Linked DNA regions of Mus musculus: region 1 is linked to region 2. A link is a contact called in public promoter capture Hi-C data. All regions are on one chromosome and are shown on one strand. The core of a region is the stretch at or near the end of the contact, and the rest is flanking DNA. Distances in the headings are between cores, read along the strand shown. Region 1 holds the start of Aopep (aminopeptidase O). Region 2 holds the start of Fbp2 (fructose bisphosphatase 2).

Evidence for each region. Capture Hi-C pulls out chosen DNA fragments and counts their contacts.
Region 1: a contact with region 2 is called in a promoter capture Hi-C map of adipose tissue. The contact joins the promoter of Aopep here to the promoter of Fbp2 in region 2. A contact is called at or near these places in 1 of 39 promoter capture datasets (neural stem cells) and 2 of 9 other capture datasets (adipose tissue and liver).

Annotation. Positions count from the first base shown.
Region 1 is chr13:62,962,407-62,966,437 of GRCm38.p6, reverse strand. It overlaps Aopep (aminopeptidase O), which reads right to left and starts at 1,545. Exons shown (of 16, transcript NM_001289926.1): 1 at 1,419-1,545.
Region 2 is chr13:62,856,395-62,861,109 of GRCm38.p6, reverse strand. Fbp2 (fructose bisphosphatase 2) reads left to right here and starts at 2,710. Exons shown (of 7, transcript NM_007994.4): 1 at 2,710-2,982. The coding sequence starts at 2,813.

The sequences.
Region 1 (4,031 bases), core at 296-2,795, 110 kb before region 2:
AGATGTCTTAACTTTAAGAATATGAGAATTTACAACATATTTACAAAGTATCAAAATAGGGGCTTAAGAGGCAGCTCAGTGGGCTGGAGAGATGGCTCAGCGGTTGAGAGCACTGACCACCGACTGCTCTTCCACTGGTCCTGGTTTCAATTCCCAGCAACCACATCGTGGCTCACAACCGTCTGTAATGGGATCTGGTGTCCTCTTCTGGTGTGTCTGAAGAGAGCACTGGTGTACACATATACATAAAATAAATAAATGAATCAAGAAGAAGAAGAAGAAGAAGAAGAAGAAGAAGAAGAAGAAGAAGAAGAAGAAGAAGCAGCTGCTGCTGCTGCTTCGGCGGCATCTCAGGCTGAAAACCACCTGCTGTGTAAGCACGAGGACGCAAGTTCGGTCCCCAGAACCTGAGTGGAAAGTTTCAGGTCTGTGATTCCAGTGCTGGGGAGATAGAGGCGGGCATTTTCAAGAGTTGCTGGCTAAACCAATCTACCTGGCAAGCTCTAGGCCAGTGAGAGAACCTGTCTCAAAAACACATAAACAAAAAACGGTGGCCAGCATCTATGAAACCACAGTTGATGTTATCCCTTGTCTCCACATGCGTACACGTATTGCACACGTGCATGTGTGTGTTACACACACAATTCATATGGTCAGATGGGTGAATAAACGTATGGAATCACATATGACTAATGTAAAAAGCCTGGAATTTGACCACTGATGGTGGTTATTTTTAAAGGGGAGGAAGAGGAGAGGAGAGAGAGAGACCTTGAAGCCATGCATAACCTTGAATTTAAACTTGCCCTTTGCTTTTGGTTACTGGGAATTTTTCACCCAGTCAATTTGATGGAGCTGAGCCTCAGTTATTTTCTCTGTAAGGCAAACATAATAGTTCATAACTTGCAATACTGCATGAACTAAGGAGACAATGAAATGTAAGTGCAGGGCACAATCCCTGGAGTCTAAAAGACAAGTCGACAGTAAACAATATTATTCTCTGTAGCTCCCAATACGGGACAACCTAATCTTTACCAACTAGGAAATCACTAGCAGCCTTCTCAAATCACACGGAGCACAACACACCCTTCTGAAATGAATGCGCTAGTTGCACGTGGAAACAAAACAAAAGCACGAGGGATCAGAATTGAATTCAGCATCAACACGAGCCCAGTTGTCACCTTTGAAAACAGCTCTAAGCACCGCTCCGCTGGCCGGTGTGGTTTCCGTCTACCATGAGCACCACCTTTGCAGGTAGCGGTCGCCGCAAGTGCTGAGCGCTAATACTGCGGCTACAATTTATGTGACAGCATCCCAAGGGCTCGCCCCAGACAAGTCAGACAGGATCCCACCGCCTCGCTTCACAAGAGGCGAACAGGATCCCACTGGCTCACCACAGGGCAAGACGGATCGGATCCTACCTGCTCACCCCACCAGAGGTCGTGGGTCCGCATAACCCGGAGCGGCTGCTTGACACCGGAGCTGCAGGTTACCTGTCTCAGCTGCGGTGCTGCTGCAGCTACACTTCCGCAGACTCCGGGTTACCACGGGCTACCAGGCAAACACTAATTGCGTCATCAACACGCGCCAGGGTCGGCCGCTTCCCCCTCCCACCCCCTGTAGGCCAGTTCCTCGGCCGCTACTGCGCAGGCGCAGGGCTGCTAGTGGCCACGGTATCAAGACTCCAGACGCGTGAACTACACGCACGCCTCACTGAAATACAAATGTGTCGTTTTTGCCTTTGAGACAGGTCTCTCTGTGTAGTTCTGAGTGGTCTGGAACCTACTATGTAGACCAGGCTGGCCTCGAACTCAGAGATCAGCCTGCCTCTGCTTCCTGAGTGCGCTGTTTATTCTTCATTCCACATTTCTGAAGCATATGATTGGACTTTACATATTCATCCCAGCACAGTGCCTTAAATAAGATCATACTATGCGCCATACAGACAGTTACAGTATCTGCGGCTACAAAAGTGGGCCAGTTGTGCTTGCCTTTGTAGAGACAATCTTTGGTTGAGAAAGCAAGTTCTGAATAGTTCAACAGAATATTCCCTTTTTAAAAATTCATTTAGTATGTGGGGTGGTGTGTAATTGTATGTATGTCTAGGTACACGAATGTACAAATGGACCCCCTTGGAACTGGAGCTGCAGAGATAGTTGTAAGCTACCCCGTGAGTGCTGTACACCAAACCCAGGTCTTCTGCAACAGCAGCCAATGCTCTTAACCACTGAGTTAAGCTGCACCACATCAGCTAATTCTCGTATGGATGTTCTTAGAGGTACACATATGGAAGTAAGTCTCTGAAAAATGGAAGGAAGTCAGAGCCACTTCACTACAGGAGGTCTAATACCCTCTGAGGAGACTCATTTAACTGGGAAGAGAGGGGAAGGCTATAAAGACCTGCGAGCAAAGCAGCTAGAAGGATCAGAAGCACCTAGTACATGCAGCTTGTGGCGCCCTTGAAGAACACAGGGTGAAACCAACAAGGCCCAAAGGCCCCATCCTGCAGCACATTTCTGGGCCACTGTAAGCAAGGAGCGTGGATTCTGTCGCCAGGGAAGAGTGAGTGACAGGAACTAGTTTTGAAACGCAGAGCAGGCTGCTGTGTGTGCTGGGCATGAAGCACACAGAAAGAAGGGACTGGTGAGATGTGATGGAGAAAAATGGATACATATAAAAGGTAATTTGGAAATTGATGTGACAGGTGGGAAGGATTAGATAAAAGTCTAGACAAAAAAAAAAGTTACTGAAAGTGAGTGCTAGAATAGATTTGTTGAACTCTATAGTGAGAACCAGGTTTGTTCCATCTTTCAATCCTGACTTCTTTGCCTTCCTGTTACCCAACACTGTAGGACCACACACACACACACACACACACACACACACAGTTTCCCCTTTCCGTAACTCTTTCCTTCTTGGACTCCTTATGTTACCATCCCCAAGCCTTCAGCAGGCTTGCAATTCTAAGAGGAGAGGCATGTGAGGAGGCTAAGGAGAGGGGCTCTCCTTCCCTACTACTCGTTAGTTCATTTTGGCCACTAAAATGCTGGCCTGTGTGTAACACCCTACCAATCTTAAAAAGAAATGGTTATAAAAATATCTGTCCACACAAACTCTCCCAAACCTTTTTAAAAGATTTTAAAAATTGTTAAAATATGTATATGTGGGGATCCATGCCCATGAGTGCAAGTATCCATGGAAACCAGAGGCACTGATCACCCCCTCCCCCCGAGCTAGAGTTACAGGCAGATATGGACTGCCAGATGTGTGTGCTAGTAACCAAACTCAGGCTCTTAATCTCTGAGCCACCTCTCCAGCCTCCCAAATCTCCAAAATCTTACACAATAGTGGCTAACTCTACTTTGTTAAACTTTTTTTTTTCCTGGCCAGCTGAAACTGCAAGCTACCTTCTATTCTATCAGGCCACAGAATTTTTCCCTAGCACCCACTGAGATCGTGTGGAAAAGATTGAAAAATCAAAAGAACTTTTTGTGTGTCTCAGCTGGACAAAATCTAATAAAGGAATGGATGGTGCAGACTACTGACTATCTCCCAGCACCCAATATTTTTTCTTCATAGGAAGGAAACTTCGATTTTTAGATAAATTTTAGGGAGAAGCAGCTCATAGCAGAACCACACGATCTCACTGGGGGGCTAGGAAAAGATTGTGTAACCTTATTAAAATCTGCTTTCATTCTGCCTTTTCTAATACACTAGGCTGACCTAAGAGGAACCCTCAGGAAGTAAAGAGGGTCTGTGTAGTCAGTGGAAAAATAATATGTGCCAAGTCTTCATACTCCAGAATCTCTGGGTTCGAGGCACACTAAATCTCCAGCCACTAAAGGAAAACACAAACCATTCCCGAGAAACAAAGCTTTCATTTTTTCTCGTCTGATTGGCCAGAGAATGTTAATAAATTACTTTATCATTTTAAAATTTCAACTTTATATTTCTTCTACCTATCCACAGTAGGAAATGTAGTCCCATACGCCTGCAATTTCGTAATAGAATTTCCTCAAGCTTAAGAAACTCAG
Region 2 (4,715 bases), core at 1,461-3,960:
TGCGCTCAGACGTGGGGTTTTCATGGAACACAACCAGGTCCTCAATAACTCTGTCGCTAATATGTCAGCAGTCCTGAAATACCTGGGAGGGGCAGCTGCCACCCAGCATCCAGAATGTCACTGTGGCCACGCTATGAGTTTCCAGTCTGGTGTGTACCCTGGAAGAACTTTGGCATTTGCAGAAAGGCCAGCAGCTGCTGTCTCAGGCCACTTGGGCAACCTGAACGTCTACCCTTTAAGTGCAGCTTTGTGTATGGGCCAGAACTCGACATTAGGCATCTTTTTTCTTTATATGTTGACAGAGTCTCTCACTGAACCCAGAGCTTACTGATTTGACTAGACTGGCTCTAGTCTCTTCCCCACAGCTGAAATCACAGGTGCACTCCAGTATGTCTGGGTTTTAACATAGGTGCTGAAAAATCCAAAGATTCTCTGGCTTGCACGGCAAGCACTTCACCAATGAACTCAGTCATCCAGCCATCCTTCCAGCCTCTTCACCAATGAACTCAGTCATCCAGCCATCCTTCCAGCCTCTTCACCAATGAACTCAGTCATCCAGCCAGCCTTCCAGCCTCTTCACCAATGAACTCAGTCATCCAGCCATCCTTCCAGCCTCTTCACCAATGAACTCAGTCATCCAGCCAGCCTTCCAGCCTCTTCACCAATGAACTCAGTCATCCAGCCATCCTTCCAGCCTCTGAATGAGGCTCTCAAAGGGGACCTTTGAGTACCTGAGAGGATGCAACAGCCACAGCCTGGAAGACCAAAATACAGTCATGTACAAATTTCTCTGAGCTATGAATGTTCTGTCTGCATGTGTACCTGCAGGCCAGAAGAGGGCATCAGATGCCTTTGTCGATGGTTGTGAGCCACCATGTAGTTTTCGGGAACTGAACCTCTGGAACAGCAGCCAGCGCTCTTAACCGCTTATTCATCTCACCAGCCCCACCAAACAAATTTAATTGAAATAATTATCAAGGGAGGATATAAAATTGCAAGGCAAAATGCACACCCTCAGTTTTGTTGACTAACTTATTTGATAGAGAGTCTTGACATATTGCCCAGACTTGGAATTCTCCTGACTCAGCTCTCCAAGTAGGTGGAGATATTGAAATTATTTATATGTATGCTTATAGTTCTAGGTACACTGAAGAGCTGGAAGGATATAGGTTTCTAAGACACCGAGTTGGATACCAGGCACACCGACTGATTTTGAATACTTAGAGCCACTCCACCAGTTGTTGTCTGAATTTATGAGGAAAGCACAGTCTTACATGTTGAGCATTACTCTCAAATTAATCCACATATTGGGTAGCCAGCTTGGGACCCAGAGCCAGGTCTGTCTGCCATCAGAGAAAGTTAGGATATCACAGTAACAGAGAGCATGGCCAACTCTAAGCAGTTAATTCTAGGTCACCTTTAAAAAGTATTTCTTTAAGCGTTTTTGTTGGGAGCTATTAAGATAACACTATTGTCCTGATCTCTGAATTGGGCCTCTTCCCCCGAGAAGAAAAGAGGGTCAAAAGCGGGCCACCGGCACACCGCTCCGAGAACAACCACAGATTGTTCCAGCCCTAAGTCAGCGCGGATGTCCTGACCTCAAGATACCCTGATACCGCCAAGTTCCTGCTTCCACGTGTAACTGCCTAAGAATGTGCAATTCTATTGCCCCTCCCCCACTGATAAGTACTTCTCCTTTTGCTTGTATTGCCCCATCCCTCCCGCTGATAAGTATCTGTACTTCCCCTTTTCCTTGTGCAATTCTATTGCCCCATCCTTCCTGCTGAAAGGCACTTCCCCTTTTGCTTGTGCATTTAAACCTCAGGCCTGACTAATACATTTGGGGGCTTTGATGCATTCTAGAAGGTCTCCGTGTCGTTATTCGCACAAGGCCCTCGTCCCTCTCTACCCCCCATTTGGTTCTTAGGAGGAGGTCCCCTCGAGACCCTCGAATAACTGGACCTGCTGGACGGGTCACCTTTTTATGAGACCATTTCGTGTGTCTGTCTCCTACACATGCTCCACTTACATGCTTGGTATCCTGGAGGTCAGAGAGGGCACTGGAGCTTCCCAGAACTAGAGTAAAAGTTGGTATTTGGACCCAAAGCCAGGTCCTCTGCAAGAGCAGCCAGTGCGGTCCTGATGTATGTTTTCAAATCAAGGGTTTTTAAAATAAAAATAAAAATCCAGAGAAACTGGCAAATCAACCCTGAGACTAGACACTCTGCTAGGAATGTAATATTATCTTCCTCATCCCTCCAGTTACACATGCTTAATAGAAGCAAGCCTGAAAGAACTCTTGCTCCAGTCACCCTGGGATTGCCATTAGTTTGTTATGTGACCTATGCCCCAGATAAAGAATCTGCCAATATGCCATCTGAGAGTCTCAACCGTGCAGAATGACACACAGTGGCGGCTAGCTGCAGAAAGCCCTCTTGCTTCCCATAGGAGGAATTTGTGAGTCATTTTATTAGCTAGTCTTCTTTCACCTGTGGCTGATCCTGGCTTCTTAGGATCAAACAAAACAAAACTGGGTGTAGAGATTGAGGCCAGCCCTTCCCTGTAGCGCAGTACTATTTACAGCCTGCTTCTTGCACTGTGGCAGCTGCCACCGTCAGGGAGGGAGGCCAGGGAAGTTTCCTTGAGGGCTTGTCCGGCTATCTGAGTCACGTGGGGTGGGGTTCATTTCCCTCGGACTTTGGCACAGTCAAGTGCAGGTGTGTCTTCAACGAGTAGGCTGTGAGGCTGCTGCCTTGAGAGAGCAAGGATTTCTACAAGGAGCAAAGGGAGGCTTTGGGATCTCATTTGCACAATGACGGACAGAAGCCCCTTTGAGACAGACATGCTGACCCTGACCCGTTACGTTATGGAAAAGGGGCGACAGGCCAAAGGGACCGGAGAACTCACCCAGCTGCTCAACTCGATGCTGACTGCCATCAAAGCCATCTCTTCCGCAGTGCGCAAGGCCGGCCTGGCCAACCTGTAAGTCCTGGAGAGCATGCGCAGGCAACCCAAGCCAGGGTGTGGAAGCCACAGACCGGTGCTTGTGCTAGAAACGGGGTCCAAAGCTAATTTGCTCTTTGTGCCGTAAGGACACTGCATTTAAATTCTTTAAGCCTGCTTTGATAAAGCAGCCTTTGGCATGTTTTGCAAGGAAAGGGAAAAACTGCTTAGCAACAAACTGCAGAGAAAAGTGTGACTACCGGTTACTTGGGATTATAATGGTAACACTATAGCTTGTTGCCTCAAAACCTATATTGAATTCTCATTACTTATATTTGCAAAGTCTTAATGGGACTTTAAAATGTGTTTTGATGCCTTTTTTTTTTTTTTTTTTTTTTACCCCGTACAGGTGTGTTCAGTTGTCATGACCTCTGTCAGTATTGTGGGGTAGAAATCACCAGAACACAGGTTAAGGGGGCTTGACTGTCATGAAAAGAACCTGGCTCAGTTTTCTCCATCTTCACGTGGTGTTCAGGAATCTGGACAGGCTGGGCTGGGGCAGGCACAGCAGAGCACCTTTGCTTGGTTCTCTTTTGCAAAACAGGGCCACGTTCATGCTGGAGTTGCTCTTGGCCACAGCCAGGAGTACGGTTTTAAGGCATGATGAAAAGAAATCACTTCCTTTGGACTTCCATTTTGATTCCAGTGAAGGGCCCCTCTGAAGTCGAAGGAAGGGACATACATGTGTGTGTGTGTGGGGGGGGGGGACCCTCGAAGAAGAGCCAACAAAGTCCACCTATTTAAAATGTTTATTCTCGATCGTGTGGTGCCTTTATTCCCAAACTGTGACAGCATTAATTTCATAATTGCAATCATAAAACCACCACAGAGCTTACTATGTACGTGTTTAGGAACAGATAACAGGACCCAAATTAAAGATGATTGATTGGCTCTTTCCCCGGCCCGTGCTGTCCCTTAACTGTGTGATTACTTCATTCGGCAAGAACGGCCAAGCGCTCTCTGCCTTTAAGAACATGCTTCCAGAATGGGCGTTGCCTGCATGTGTGAAGATCATCCCCGAGTAACATTAGATAGCGTCTTTGCTACTCCTGTGTTCCCGCTCTGCTATAATTAGGGCGGTTTCCTGTGGCCACTCAGGACTTTTGCCCACACTTTTAACCCCTCCTCCGTGCAGGCCTCTCGGCTCCACAGCAACTCTCTTGGCAGCGTTCCTTGTGTATCTGCCACAGTCTGCTTCTCAGTGGTTCAGCATCCGACCAAGGGCCATGAAGGTCTAGATAGTTAAGTGCTTTATTTAACTTGGTTTTTCTTACCTTGTAGCTGTGGAATATGGTTTATTCTCGCTAAGACCTCCATGTTTGTAAATCTGGGAGCTACTAATAGTTTTAACACAAAGGGCTGTTACAAGGGTTAGTAAGTCATTAGGGCTATGGTTCTGACAGTGATAAATACTCAAGACATGCCCCACTATTAGCTACCATGGTTCTGAGACCATTCGAGGAAAAACTTACAGACTGGCCTATGTGGTGATTGACCACTTGGTGGCAGGCTCAGCCCTGGAAGTGGTGTCAGACAGAGTCCTAGGTCCCTGGACTGCTCTTCATAGTGGGGAAACCCTAACCTCCTCACACAGAGAGCAGCCACGGGGGTGGGGAGGAGACAGGGGCTGCAGGTACCCTGGCCTTGTCCAGTGCAGCTGTGTCCAGCCTTTAGGCATCGTGACAGGACCTCGTGGTTTACAGATGTGTTGG